2 separate regions of the Mus musculus genome follow, and region 2 is linked to region 1. The links are chromatin contacts, called in public HiCAR-type maps. All regions are on one chromosome and are shown on one strand. The core of a region is the stretch at or near the end of the contact, and the rest is flanking DNA. Distances in the headings are between cores, read along the strand shown. Region 1 has its middle 44 kb from the start of Dut. Region 2 has its middle 34 kb from the start of Fbn1.

Evidence for each region. HiCAR-type assays count read pairs that join an accessible place to other places.
Region 2: a HiCAR-type map of fibro-adipogenic progenitors shows a contact between it and region 1, with 2.4 times the contacts expected there. The contact joins two enhancer-like sites. A contact is called at or near these places in 1 of 15 datasets of contacts at CTCF or cohesin (the NIH/3T3 cell line), 1 of 484 Hi-C or Micro-C datasets (nephron progenitors) and 1 of 115 datasets of contacts at active chromatin or transcription factors (fibro-adipogenic progenitors).

The regions. Positions count from the first base shown.
Region 1 is chr2:125,288,410-125,295,388 of GRCm38.p6, reverse strand. No RefSeq gene overlaps it. Among named protein-coding and RNA genes, the nearest start is that of Dut, 44 kb to the right of the region's middle. Within about 2 kb of position 4,643, at least 38 of the 459 cell types and tissues checked have an H3K27ac peak or open chromatin away from gene starts, as enhancers often do. A contact at or near this core is called in fibro-adipogenic progenitors, where this site is marked.
Region 2 is chr2:125,536,836-125,543,327 of GRCm38.p6, reverse strand. No RefSeq gene overlaps it. Among named protein-coding and RNA genes, the nearest start is that of Fbn1, 34 kb to the right of the region's middle. Within about 2 kb of position 2,472, at least 25 of the 459 cell types and tissues checked have an H3K27ac peak or open chromatin away from gene starts, as enhancers often do. A contact at or near this core is called in fibro-adipogenic progenitors, where this site is marked.

The DNA.
Region 1 (6,979 bases), core at 3,394-5,893:
TATTTTCAATTTTGTGTGTGTCCTTAACCAGCCGGTGATAAAGAGTAAATGTTTAATGAGTGCCTGCTTATAGGCACCAAATCCTGGAGCATTCACAACTCAATTTGTCTGTCTGTGTTCAAGGCTCCTGGAACAGATTTTAACGGGCAAAGACAGCTCTAGAACTGACATTAGGCCCGAGAGTCTGAATTTTTAACACAGACAAGATGCCAGTGAACCTACACCAATCAGCCCGTGACACAGAGCCTGCCATTTGCATACCTTAAGTCCCACTTTGAAGTGCCCTGAACCAGTGCTCTGGTGTGCCCTGCCCTGTCTTTAGATAACACAGTTTTTGTTATGCTTCTTATCCAGCATCTCTTTAGAGTCCATGCTCAAAAACATCAGTTCTGCCTCGCAGCCCGCCTCCTCTCCCTGTTCCCAGTTCTCATATTGCAAAAAGCAGGTTCGAAGGTGCAAAATGGCCAGGAGGTACTGGAATGCATGCTAACTGTATACAAGTTCTCTCTGAGATCTAGCTCTCCTTAAATGCAGATACGCGTAGACCGGAGAGATGGATTTTAATTACTCTACTCTTCGTAATTGCCCGATTCCCTGGCGGCCGGCTTGGGCTTGTGTTTAGTGCGCAGACAGTCATTTAAAATGAAGTCTACACATTTAAAACACTTTTTAAATTGAATCGCATGGAAAGAATTTTTTTATCAGGAGGATATTTATTCTCCATCTATCAGCAGAGTGTTCACAGCATCTTTATGCTTGCTTTTTCTCGGAGCCTTTATAGAAGAGGTGGAGATATAAGCAAAGGTCCTGTCAAAACTGCCAGTCTGAAGAGGAGCTGTGGGGGCCTCGCCAACCGTGGAGGACAGAGTCTGATTTCATTTAGATTAGTGGTGTTATGTTGGCTGAAGGCAACACAGAATAACCCATCATTCATTCCTTCTTCACTCTTATTCTCTGGATACGAGTTCTCCTTAAAAATGCCTTGAAACGATACCTCAGACTCCAGCATACCAAGATGATGAGATGGTTGATCCTCATCAACTTGATCTTTTTATTCTGGACATGAGGGCTCAGCAACATCTTCCAACTTAGAGATTTCATCATCCAATTCATGTCTGCAGCTCGTTTATAAAAATATAAAACAAGGTCATCTCTAGCATGTGCTCCTCCAAGAACTCAGTCATCGACTCCCCACCTGGCTTCCATCCATTTGTTACAAACCACAAAGGCACTTTCATCCAAGTAGATACACCACACCCTTTTACTCACCCACTGGGAAGAAGCCATACACAAAAAATGCTCTCTAGAGGTGTTGATCTGTGGGAAGGCAAAGGAAGCATTAGATGAGCAGAAGGTCATAGGTGACAGAGAACAAAAGAAGCTGTGTGACTGGATGGGTGGGCTACGGTAGGGAGATGTCACGACGCTTGTCTTCTCAGTAAATAGGTACTGAGGTCCTGTCTGATTTGTGCCAGGATTTCTGGTATCTACAGAAGGTGGACAACATTGAATGACTATTCAAAGCACATGCAGTCCAGTAGTAAGAGTGAAGTGGAAATCTACCATATAGAAACATGCATTAAGTGGATGACACATAGAAAAGATATTTGGCCTCTACAATACTGTGAACAGTTCAGAAGCACCATATTTACTCCTCACACCCAACCTGCAGAGTTGAGCTCTCTTGATCATTCTCTATCAGTGGAGAATCTGAACCTGGGCAGGCTGAGCAACCTTTCCAACATACAGCAAACAGTGGCCAGATATCGTACTCGGTCTCATTTATCTGTTTTGGTCAGAGGGGGAAAAAAAAATCTCAGCAGTTGAATGCAATGGAGGTTGTTTCTTGCCCCAAGTCTTATGCAGCTATTCCTGGCTGGCAGACTTATTTGGGGAGGTAATTCTCTAAGTGGTGACCAAGGAATTAGGATGAAAACATTTATTAAACCTTGTGTTTTCAAATCTCAGAAACATGTATGTATTATTACATCTCAAAGTTCTTGAACTTAAACTCCCTGGGTGTGGCATCCAAGACCATGAAGAGGGGAGGCAGAGAGGGGTTATCTCATGGCACCTGAGATGCTATAACAATCTCTAGTCAGAAGTGATAGATTGTCACAGGGAACTGGGTCTCAGAAACAACTTGTCCTATAGGAGGGCAGCAGATATCCTAGCTTGCCCGGCCACAGGCTCTAGGTCAAGCCAACCTCGGTGCTTCTAAGTCACTCTAGAGGCAGAGCTAAACTGTGTGGTGCTAAAATAAGAGCAGAAAGCATTTGTAAGGAATGGGAGATCATAAGCTTAAAGCAGAAAGAAGATCTTGAGTGGGGTGCTGAAAGGGGCTGTACATGTGCGTATGTGTGTGTATGTGTGGCCAGGAGAGTGGAGTAAGCCAAAGTGATGTGTCTTACAGCATAAGTTCCTGGGGAGGATCAAATTGGGGGAAACAGGGCTTAGTAAATGTTTTTCGGCTGACATACACTCCATAGACTTTCTAGGAATTTTTCCAAATGTCGACTGACAGAGGCCGTTTATGTTAAGCCACTTGTATCTTTCCAGACCTGGCTTTTCAGGTTGCATTTTGCCCTGTGGCACCCTGGACGCAGTGACGACAGGAAAAAAGATGAATTGGGAGTGCTTGACTGAAGTGAGCTTACAAAAATGTGCCGAGTGGTGACCAACCGGGGCTTGTCAGCTTCAGTCTGTCTCCAAGTGTGCTTTTCATCACCCAGATGAGCCACAAATCCTTCAAGTTGTGTGGTGTGTCTTTCCCACAAAAGAAGTCTTAAAATGGTATGACGTTACACAGTAACCTGCGAAAGGCCTTTCCCATGAGAGATGCTGGGGAATCCTTCCTAGGGCATGGCAGCCCATCTGGGCTTTTACATGAAGAAGATACCATAATGGCGAGGACAGAGTGGTCTTTGGCCAGCTAGCAGGTTGGGCGTGGAAAGGGAATAGGGTAATGGGTGGAGTTAGCATGACTTGAGCAGTAATTTGGCTACCTGGGTTGGTTTTGGAACATTTGAAATGTTAAACTATATGGAGTTGACAGGCTTATGTCTGAAATGAGAAGCCACCGAGATGATAGGGGAGGTCCCGACTCCTCTCTCGTCGTTGTTTATGAATAATCTCTCATTGGTCATGTCATAACATGGCCATTGCATGGTAAGGCATAAGGGCAGAATTACTTTCACCTCAATCCCTTGCTGAAAGGAATAATCCTATGAAGAAAGGATCTATGCAATGTAGTGGTTTGGGAAGTAGAAGAAAAGGACACACTGAATAAGAAAACATTTCCCTAATATGTCACCTGGTGTCCCAGGGAAAGTCACCTCTTTCTGGGACCCGAGTTTCCTACATCTACCCAGTTCCCTAAGTGTAAACATTGTGAAGGTAGAGGTATAGAAAATGGAAGATTAGATGTGACAAGACACTGCAGAGATCGTGCTAATAGCAAAGGAAAATGGTCCCTATGAACACAGTAGACACTTTGTTATTGTGGTTTACAAGCCCTGGTTTCTGTATCTTACGGAGGACTTGTCTATGCCTCGCAGACACCTCTCACTCTCCCTACCTCTGACCTTTGCCTCATCTCCCTGCACTTGGCCTTTTCCTGTTGCCTACTTCAGTTTTAACAAGCATTAAAGAGTTTATATTCCTTTGTGTTCCCTTTGCTCCCATCAAGGCAAAAGCACATCTTATGATCACTCAGTTTCCATTAAGGAACAGATGTGCCTGCCATCAGTTCCAGAGAAGCTGTTTTAGTGCCACAGGCCCTGTGGCAGGAAGAAGAAAAGATCTGTGGCTGGGTGTGGTGGCGCACGCCTTTAATCCCAGCACTCGGGAGGCAGAGGCAGGCGGATTTCTGAGTTCGAGGCCAGCCTGGTCTACAGAGTGAGTTCCAGGACAGCCAGGGCTACACAGAGAAACCCTGTCTTGAAAAACAAAACTATAAAAACACAAACAAAAACAAAACAAAAAAGAAAAGAAAAGAAAAAGAAAAGATCTGTGCCTCAGCTGGACTTAGTGAGAGCTGCTTGCTTTCAACACTGCCCTGGGCTACTGTCCAAACCTGCCACCCCCACCCCGGGGACCTTGTCTGGAGACAACTCATTCTCCTAGCTCTCAGACAACATGAAAATCCACATTCAAGATGGCTTCAGCACTTAGCCTTCCATTCCTGTAGGGGACAGATGGCTCTCCAAAAAGATAAGGAGCTCCAGGCTGCAAATCAGTGTTGGTTCCACCCAACCTGGCTTAAACAATTGATGTGAACCCCCACTTTAAAAGAAATGGCATAGAACCCCATGTTTGAAATTTCTAAAAGTCCTCTGGCTGTTTCTCCATCCACAAGAAGGTCTTTACTGCCCACCAGGCAAAAACTGCAGCCTCCTGGCCCCAGGGAGGAGATGAGGTGAGGTTTAAGGTGGGTGGGGCAAGTTCTGTTCCCCTTTTCTTAGCCACAGCCTATTATGGAGGTTTGGATTTAGTGCGCAAACCAGGGGGTCTCAGGAGAAGAGCCCAACAAATTGGGTCAGACTTCTGTGGGTGGAAGATTCCAAGGAGGATCCGGGTGTGTGTCAGCTAAATGATTCCATTCTCTTCTTTGACTTCTAAGGCCCGCCCTCTCCTTAGGGAGCTCTAACTGCCAAGAAGTACTGTTCTGTGCTCTTGGCTGCTAAGGCACGTGTGCTCAATAATAAGGAGCCGTCTTTTATAGAGCCTTTAAAAATGGGCCAGGCAGCCCGCTAATCACTTCACAAATGTAAGTGATTCACTAGCCGGGGGCACAAAATGCAGTCAAATTCTCTCAAATGTAAGCACAAAATACCTAAGCAACCCCATTTTGTCCATGTGAGAACCCTAAGACCCCAGCAAGGCTTCTTCGGTCCAACCAGCCAGTCCCAAAGAATATTGCTGGACAGCATTAAACAGAAGAAGGGCTAGCTAGCTTCTTGACTGTTCTTTTTGGCAATAGTTGCCACTGGCATAGTAACACAGTGTCCCCTCTGACGGCACCCCACTCCCCTCTAGAGAACCCATGACTTGGCCCCAAAGGCAGCCTCTGCTTACTCGAGGAGCCAAAGTCCTTAAAGCAGCAGTGTGGACAAGGCCTGTCCTCCATCCACAGGCTCACTTCACCTCAGAATCCCTCAGTTGTGAGATACTGAGTACCAGAGCCAGTCCTGATCTTCATAAACAGCCCAGTTCTGATCGACAGTCACTGGTCTATCCCCATCTACCCACCATATTGTTTTGTTTTGTTTTGTTTTGAGTACTAGAGATTGAGTGCAAGGCTTTATGCAAGGTGGGCAAGCACTCTACTATTGAGCTATATGCCAAGGGCTGCTCCATGTTTTTTCTCATGAGCCTGGGTCAGACTGGCCTTAAACTCCTTCTGTAACCCAGAAAGTTCTTGAACTGGCAATCTCCTTGCCTCAGTCTTCCAAATAGCTAGATGACAGGACTGTGTCACTGGCCAGGTGCCCTTCACACTTTACGTCATGGGCTGCATTGCGTCAGCAGCAGAGAAGCACTCCTCTTCACATATACCATCAGGCCCATTCCCACCTCAGGACAGATGTCTGGGTTTCAATTCTTTGACCTTAGTATTTGTGATTTTTTTTTCCCTCTCATACTTTGTTTGCATGATTTACTTTATGTTGCCAATGAGGAAGGACACTGTAGAACTTTGAGGGAATGTGTTAAGGTCACACAGCTACAACACAGCAGACCCCCATGGGATTCAAACCCTCACCCTGGACACAATCTCCACAAGCCTTGTCTTGCTCACATGTTCTTGCTTGGGCTGTCTTTCTGAGTTGAGAAGAAGGGAAGAGGCCTCTTAGGCATGTGTGTCAGCAGGAGCCTCTGTCTACCCCTAGGTTGCTTGTGGGTCCCTGGTTCAGCTCTTGGCTCTTTGGAAATAATTGCCTCTACAATGGGGCTGATGCCTTTTGAACAGAAACACATGGGAAGAAGACTTTTTCAAGTGTCTCTTTAAAGCACTTCAAGAGGTGAACTTGAGTTTTCCAGTTCCATACCCAGTCACTCTTTTTCTGTCCCAATAAAAGCCAATCACAGTGAAACAGTATCAGCTCCAGGCAGACACACAGAAGGAAACTATTTGAACAAAGATCAGATTTGAGTTGTATTTGGGAGCCAAACAAGAGATGAAGAAATCAGAACTAAGATGATGGATCCAGAACTACGGGAAGAGGTGACACAAAGAAAGACACAGTCTACAGTGAGTGGCACAAGGTGTTAAAAGGGGGTGAACAGCAAGCCACCATACCAAAGGTAGGATCCAAAGCTGCCCACATGGCATATCCACAAAGAAGCTTGCCATGGTGGCTGGCATACAGCAAGGGGAGAGCCTAAAGGTTGCTCACTTAGCATCCAACCCCCTGGGAAGACAGTACTGGTAACCCATCCTGGAGTTTCCTTGTGATTCAGATGGAACATCTCTGTCCCCGACATCTGGCACTGCAGACTTGAATCTTTCACCATGACCACCATGCCCTGTGAACATCCAGATTCTTCCTCCAGTATCTCTGACTACATGAGCCTATATCTGAATCATCTCTAGTGCCCAAGCTTCTTTCCAGTGAATTGTGTTTGACAGTCACTATGTCAACTCACATGTAAAACCCAACAATCTCTGTTCTCTACCCTCTCTCTATTTCCAAGGATTTTAGTTACAAGAATTATGCTCATCATAGTTGCATCGCTATAAAAATATCTGAGAGAAACTAGCTTAAAAGAGGAAGGATTTGTTTAGGCTCACTGACTAGGACTTTTCACTGCTCCTGGGTTTCTGGGCCTGCGGGAAGGTAGTTCCTCATGGTAGTACAAAGTAAAAGAAAGCCGCCTATGTTATGTGGCAGGAAGCAATGAAGCAAGAGCGAGGGTCTGGGACAAGGCACACCTTCCAGAGCATGCCCTTGATGACCCTCTTCCTCTCCACAGGCACCAG
Region 2 (6,492 bases), core at 1,223-3,722, 250 kb before region 1:
GTCTGGCTGAGAGCTCCTGGAAGCGGCCCGGATCTTCCCCTGCACTGGGATACAGATACGCCCAGCTAGCCATGCTCAGGTTTTTCTGGATGCTGTGGGTCCCAAGCTCTCATGGTGAACTGACTTTGGGCAAATGCGAAATGTCTTTTTTTTTTCCATTTTTATTAGGTATTTAGCTAATTTACATTTCCAATGCTATACCAAAAGTCCCCCATACCCCCCCCCCCACTCCCCTACCCACCCACTCCCCCTTTTTGGCCCTGGCATTCCCCTGTACTGGGGCATATAAAGTTTGCAAGTCCAATGGGCCTCTCTTTGCAGTGATGGCCGACTAGGCCATCTTTTGATACATAAGCAGCTAGAGACAAGAGCTCCGGGGTACTGCTTAGTTCATATTGTTGTTCCACCTATAGGGTTGTAGTTCCCTTTAGTTCCTTGGGTGCTTTCTCTAGTTCCTCCATTGGGGGCCCTGTGGTCCATTCAATAGCTGACTGTGAGCATCCACTTCTGTGTTTGCTAGGCCCTGGCATAGTCTCACAAGAGACAGCTATATCTGGGTCCTTTCAGCAAAATCTTGCTAGTGTATACAATGGTGTCAGCGTTTGGAAGCTGATCATGGGATGGATCTCTGGATATGGCAATCACTAGATGGTCCATCCTTTCGTCACACTTCCAGATTTTGTCTCTGTAACTCCTTCCATGGGTGTTTTGTTTCCTATTCTAAGAAGGGGCAAAGTGTCCACACTTTGGTCTTCGTTCTCTTGAGTTTAATGTTTTTAGCAAATTATATCTTATATCTTGGGTATCCTAAGTTTCTGGGCTAATATCCACTTATCAGTGAGTACATATTGTGAGAGTTCCTTTGTGATTGGGTTACCTCACTCAGGATGATGCCCTCCAGGTCCATCCATTTGGCTAGGAATTTCATAAATTCATTCTTTTTAATAGCTGAGTAGTACTCCATTGTGTAAATGTACCACATTTTCTGTATCCATTCCTCTGTTGAGGGGCATCTGGGTTCTTTCCAGCTTCTAGCTATTATAAATAAGGCTGCTATGAACATAGTGGAGCATGTGTCCTTCTTATCGGATGGGGCATCTTCTGGATATATGCCCAGAAGAGGTATTGCTGGATCTTCCGGTAGTACTATGTCCAATTTTCTGAGGAACCGCCAGACTGATTTCCAGAGTGGTTGTACAAGCTTGCAATCCCACCAACAATGGAGGAGTGTTCCCCTTTCTCCACATCCTCGCCAGCATCTGCTGTCACCTGAATTTTTCATCTTAGCCATTCTGACTGGTGTGAGGTGGAATCTCAGGGTTGTTTTGATTTGCATTTCCCTGATGATTAAAGATGTCGAAATGTCTACAGGCCTAGTACCAGGCACCTTGCTAATCTTGTTTTCTGTGATCTTGCTGTGAGTTCTGTCTGATCCACAGTGACCTTTCATAGATCTGTTGAATAGAAAAACAGAAGACGGACTCCTTTTTGTATTGTTTAGTCAGGAACAACAAACACATTTAAGATTAGCAAAGCAGTGTGGAAGTAGATGTCCCAGCACAGCCGAGTCAGGAGAAGGACCTTCAAGCAGCAGATACCAGTCTGAGCTGCACAGAAAACGTTGTTGTACTCTCACGGAGAAGGCTTGCCTCTGACTCATGTTCCCAGGCTACTGTAAGCAGGAAGAATTCAAGCAGGTGTACATAGTTCATTGAGTAGACAGGTGAAGTGCATGCTTCCAGGTTCTCAGTGATATTTTGTGTCGTTTTTGCATACTGGCTGTGTGTGTAAGGGCGTGTGGAGGTCAGAGGACGAATCTCACCATCTCTGAGACAGGCTCTCTTTGTTCTCTGCCTTATGTACCAAGCTACCTGGCTCATTAACATCTTGGGATTCATCCGTCTGTGTCTCCCATCTCACAGGGTGAGCACCAAGATTTCAGATGCACGGTATCTGTCCAGCTTGATGTGGTTTCTGGATATCCGGCCCGTGTACTGACATGGCAAGCACTTACTGCTGAGCCATCTTGATAGCTCTCAAGACTTTATGTGGCCCTTATTGTCTTGACTAAAGGAACGCTTTCATAGTGTTACATGCAGGTTTCTGTGAAAATATATCAGAGTAAAAACAAACACAAAAACTCCTGAGCACTCTCTTTTCATTAGAAAGATGTGTGAGCCCAGTTGTGTTATTTTAAAATAGCCTGAAAGTGACAGAGCAGTGCTCGGGTAGTATATTAAAAAATAGCAAAGCCAGTGTATATTAAATTTTTGTTCTGTACCAGGGACTATGTAATGGGGACATTATGCCGTGAAATTCTTACCATTCTAGGGGATTTAGCTGAATTTTAGGGACCACCATCCTCAGAGAAGTGGAGAGTAAATATTCCAGCGTTTTGGAGAAAGACAGCACAGAGCAGTGGCTCCAACCTAGTTCTGTCTTGCTCCCAGCTGCGCTTTCGGTTACTCTGGCAAAAGCCAGTGGTGACTAATTGTCTAATCATGTATCGAGCCCTTAATTGTTGCTTTCTGTTTCCTTGTGGCCAGAGATTTATTTTAATTTTTCCTGTGGTTGATGGTCCATGACCTAAGATTCCACAGTCATATACTTCGAGCGCAGGATGCTTGTGTGGATGGCCAAGGAAAACTTCCTCTCCAGGTCCCAATCACTCAGACATTTGCCTTTACTCTCCAAGCTCATGTTTACAGTTGGAATGGAGACGCATCCCTAGTGATTCCTAGATGTTCATTTATTTTTAAAATGTTTTGAGTATATTTCAGGCACATTCTGGACACTGGGGATATTGATGAAGACCCCCCTCCCCTTTCATGGAGCATCCAATCCCATTGGATTGGACATATGAATAAATTCAATCAGGCACATCTGGAGTGGAAAGTTGGCCTAAGTTCAGGGAGAGCAATGTTACAGACAGCAGCAGCTTCCCATGTTCCTGAGTGTATAAGCTGTCTCTTGAAGGTGGTCTCAGAAAGCGTTAGGATCAGGTGTCATCTGAGCAAGGATCTAAAAAAAATTTTAGGTAGAAGAGTCGTGTGCGGTAGCATTTTCTAGGAAAAGGTGCAAGCAGATGTAAAGGTCCTGTGAGAAACACAAGGAGGGGTCCTGATGTGGCGTGCTGGGCAGGCATGGGCTGGATAGGAATGGTATGAGTTAGTGAAGGCACTATCACAGGGGCCTCATAGGCCCTGAATAAAGACAAACTTTATTCAGAGTAAGACATCATGGGGCACTTTTAACAGGGGTCATATGATGTGGGTCACTTTCCAGGAAGGTCCGTGTGGCTTTGGGGACCATAGTGTGGGGAAGCAAAGACAAGGTGGGAACCATCTCAAAGAGAAGCATATGGAAGCAGCCCAGATGACATGGATGTCACTGTCGTCATTACACATCAACTGTGATGGTTGCTGCTGAGAGACTGGGGTTGAGTGGTTGATTAATTCAGGAACCATAGTTGGCTTTTATAATGTTGAAATCATTTGCAACCTTGAACAAGATGTTTATGCAGATAGCAGCACTGCCTTGTGGGAGCCGAGACAGCTGAAGCACTGCTGGCTTTTCTGGAAAGTTCTACAGAGAAGTTCAATGCAAAGATAACCATGAAGGTTTTTTTGTTTGTTTGTTTTTTGTTTTTGTTTTGTTTGTTTGTTTGTTTTGGTTGTGGGGGTTTAGGGTTTCACTGTGCAGCCCTGGCTAGCCTCCACTCACTATGTAAACCAGGTTGGTCTTGAACTCACAGAGACCCACTTGCCTCTGCCTTTTGAATGTGTCACCACACTTAGCTTTAAAAATCTTTTCATTTATTTTTTTAAATATATGTTTATTCTTAACTGACACATAAGAATTGTGCAAATTTTGTGGGCTAGACTGTGATATTTCTGAACCACATTTGGAAATATGTGTATGGTGTGTACCAGTCACATAATAAACTTTTATTTGGTTTTAAAGACAGGATGGCAGCATGTTGATTTGTTGAAGGGATCTAAGAGAAGGAACGTTTCCTTAGATTGGAGTGTGGATTGTCCACCTTTAAAATTGTTCTGAGAACCTGAAGTTCCACTATTTTCCTTTTTCATTAATGGCTGGTCTTCTGTTTCTTAATCCCCCGGGGATAGAGCGAAGCACACGTATTTAGCACTCAACTATTTCCCAAGCATCCCAGGAAATGCAAAGCAAGTGACATTGCAGGGAGCACGATATACCGTGGCATCTGCTTCATTTGGACCTTTCGGAGTCTGTTCTCTGAGTGATAAAATAAACAAACAAACACAAAACCTACTTTCTTACTCAGTTAAGCACAGAATGGGTGGTTCTCCTGAATGTTCTAGTTCTGAAATTAGATCCATTTACCTAACTCCCCGTCACCAACATGCGCACCGACATGCGGTATCCGAGCACACGTTATTTGAATTGAATCCACGTAGCACTATTAATGGGCTGACTCCTGCCAGGCTGACGTCATGAGCTGTTGAGCCCCAGGTTTCCTTCTGCATTGGATAGCATTGATAGCAAACCTCTGAGGGAAGTAATTGCTTGATTATGTCTTGGAATTCTAGGACACCAACTCACAAGAATAGCAAGCAAATTCTAGCTCCCACTTCACCCATTGGAATAGTCTAAAAAGCCTATGCCGAAAAGCTTCAAGTCTTAGCTATTGATCCCCTCCCCCCACTCTCCCGGCATTGGATAGAAAAAGTCAGCTTGATATAATATTAAATTTTAAGATTGTTATGAAGTGTTTCGGAAAGCTGTCACCAGTTCATGATATTCTAGAAACTTCCCTGCCTCTTCTGTGGCACATCCTCTGTGTGGGTGGGGCCTTGCCAACCTTTCTCATGGGGCTCGCCCCTCCAGTCATCACCCTAAGAGTGACATAAGGTAAAGAGTGTGCATAAAGCCTGTCATTTTTGTTACTGAAACGAGGCCAATCTTTTCAAACTATACAAAGTAAACCTAACACCATAGCTGAAAGGGAGAGAGAGAGAGAGAGAGAGAGAGAGAGAGAGAGAGAGAGAGAGAGAGAGAGAGAGAACTGCCTTGGAGGACAGCAGGCAGGGTGACAAAGACCCCAGAGTGAGTCCAAGAATGTTGGTCATTAAATAACATCTGCAAACATCCAGCTAGCGGTGGTTCAAATGTGGGTCATTTGCTCCCCATAAGTCTAGGAACAAATTTCATTATTCTATTAAGTCACTATAGCTTTAAGTGCCCAAGAGGACATTCAATGTTTCACACATTTTCAAGTATTTGGATGGTTTCATAGAGTCCACCATTTCTGAGCTGATGTTACACAGATGCTAATAGTCTGACACAAATATTCCTTGATGAAATATGAGAGATTATATTATTTCAAAATATTTTAATATGTTACTATGTATGTTTTGAGGAAAGCACTCCACCACTGACCCAAATCCCCAGCTTTCACACGTATGGTTTAAAGCACATTAATTAACTAAGTGCTTGGACCATGTTTACTAGGACATATCTACACACTCCAGCATGGTGAACTTATCAATAGCTAGTTTCATTAGTAGTTTAAATAGTACAATCCCACATGTGTGCTATTAACAACTTGTAAGCCTCAAAGCTTAGTGTGTTGCATTTTCTTGCTTTGTTTGTTGATATAAGAGAGTTCTGTTGGTTCAGGTCCTGGAATACTGTCTAGGGGCATCCAGACAATCTCACTGAACCCTGGATTGTCAGGAGGTGGACTGTGGACTGACTCCTGCCTCATGTACACCAGCATCCACTTGAGTGGCTCCTTCCAATCTTCCCCCTCCTCTAGGAGGTTTTTGTTCTACTGTCTTGACTTGGAGAGTTAGTACAGTATTCTCACCCTTCCCAGCCTTTTAGATCTTTGACAGTTAAATGGCCCGAGTCCCATCTTCTGTGATCATTTTTTTTCTTTATCCATGTTGTATTTTTCACCTTTGATGACCCATTTCTGTTACTGATTTTCAATAGTCATTTTTAAGGAAATTATGATGACCTATTAAGACTTAGAGATCTGAACACACCCTAGTGGCCTAGTTTATGTTGTGCGCATGAGGCAATCACTAATCACATCAGGATCAAGCCCAAAGATTACAAGCCTCAAAAAACCACTGGCGTAGTTTTTCAAAAGAGCCAGAAATTCTTTTTTTATTTTATCTTGTTTTATTGGTTTTCCGAGATAGAATTTCCCAGTATAACCTTAGCTGTCTTGGAACTGGCTGTGTAGTCCAGGCTGTCCCCAGAAAGATTAGCCTGCCTCTGCCTCCTGAGTGCTGGGATTAAAGGTATGCACCAAATTTTGTAATTTATTTCAAATTATATTTACCCTCCCCCAGCTCCTGGCCTTTCCACATTCTCTGAAAACCTCATGTCCTTTTTTTCTTATTTAAATAACCCATTGAGTCAATTAGTAGTGCCCATATATACTCGGATGTGGGGCCATCCACTTTAGCACAATTAAACTACCAAGGATGACACCCCAAA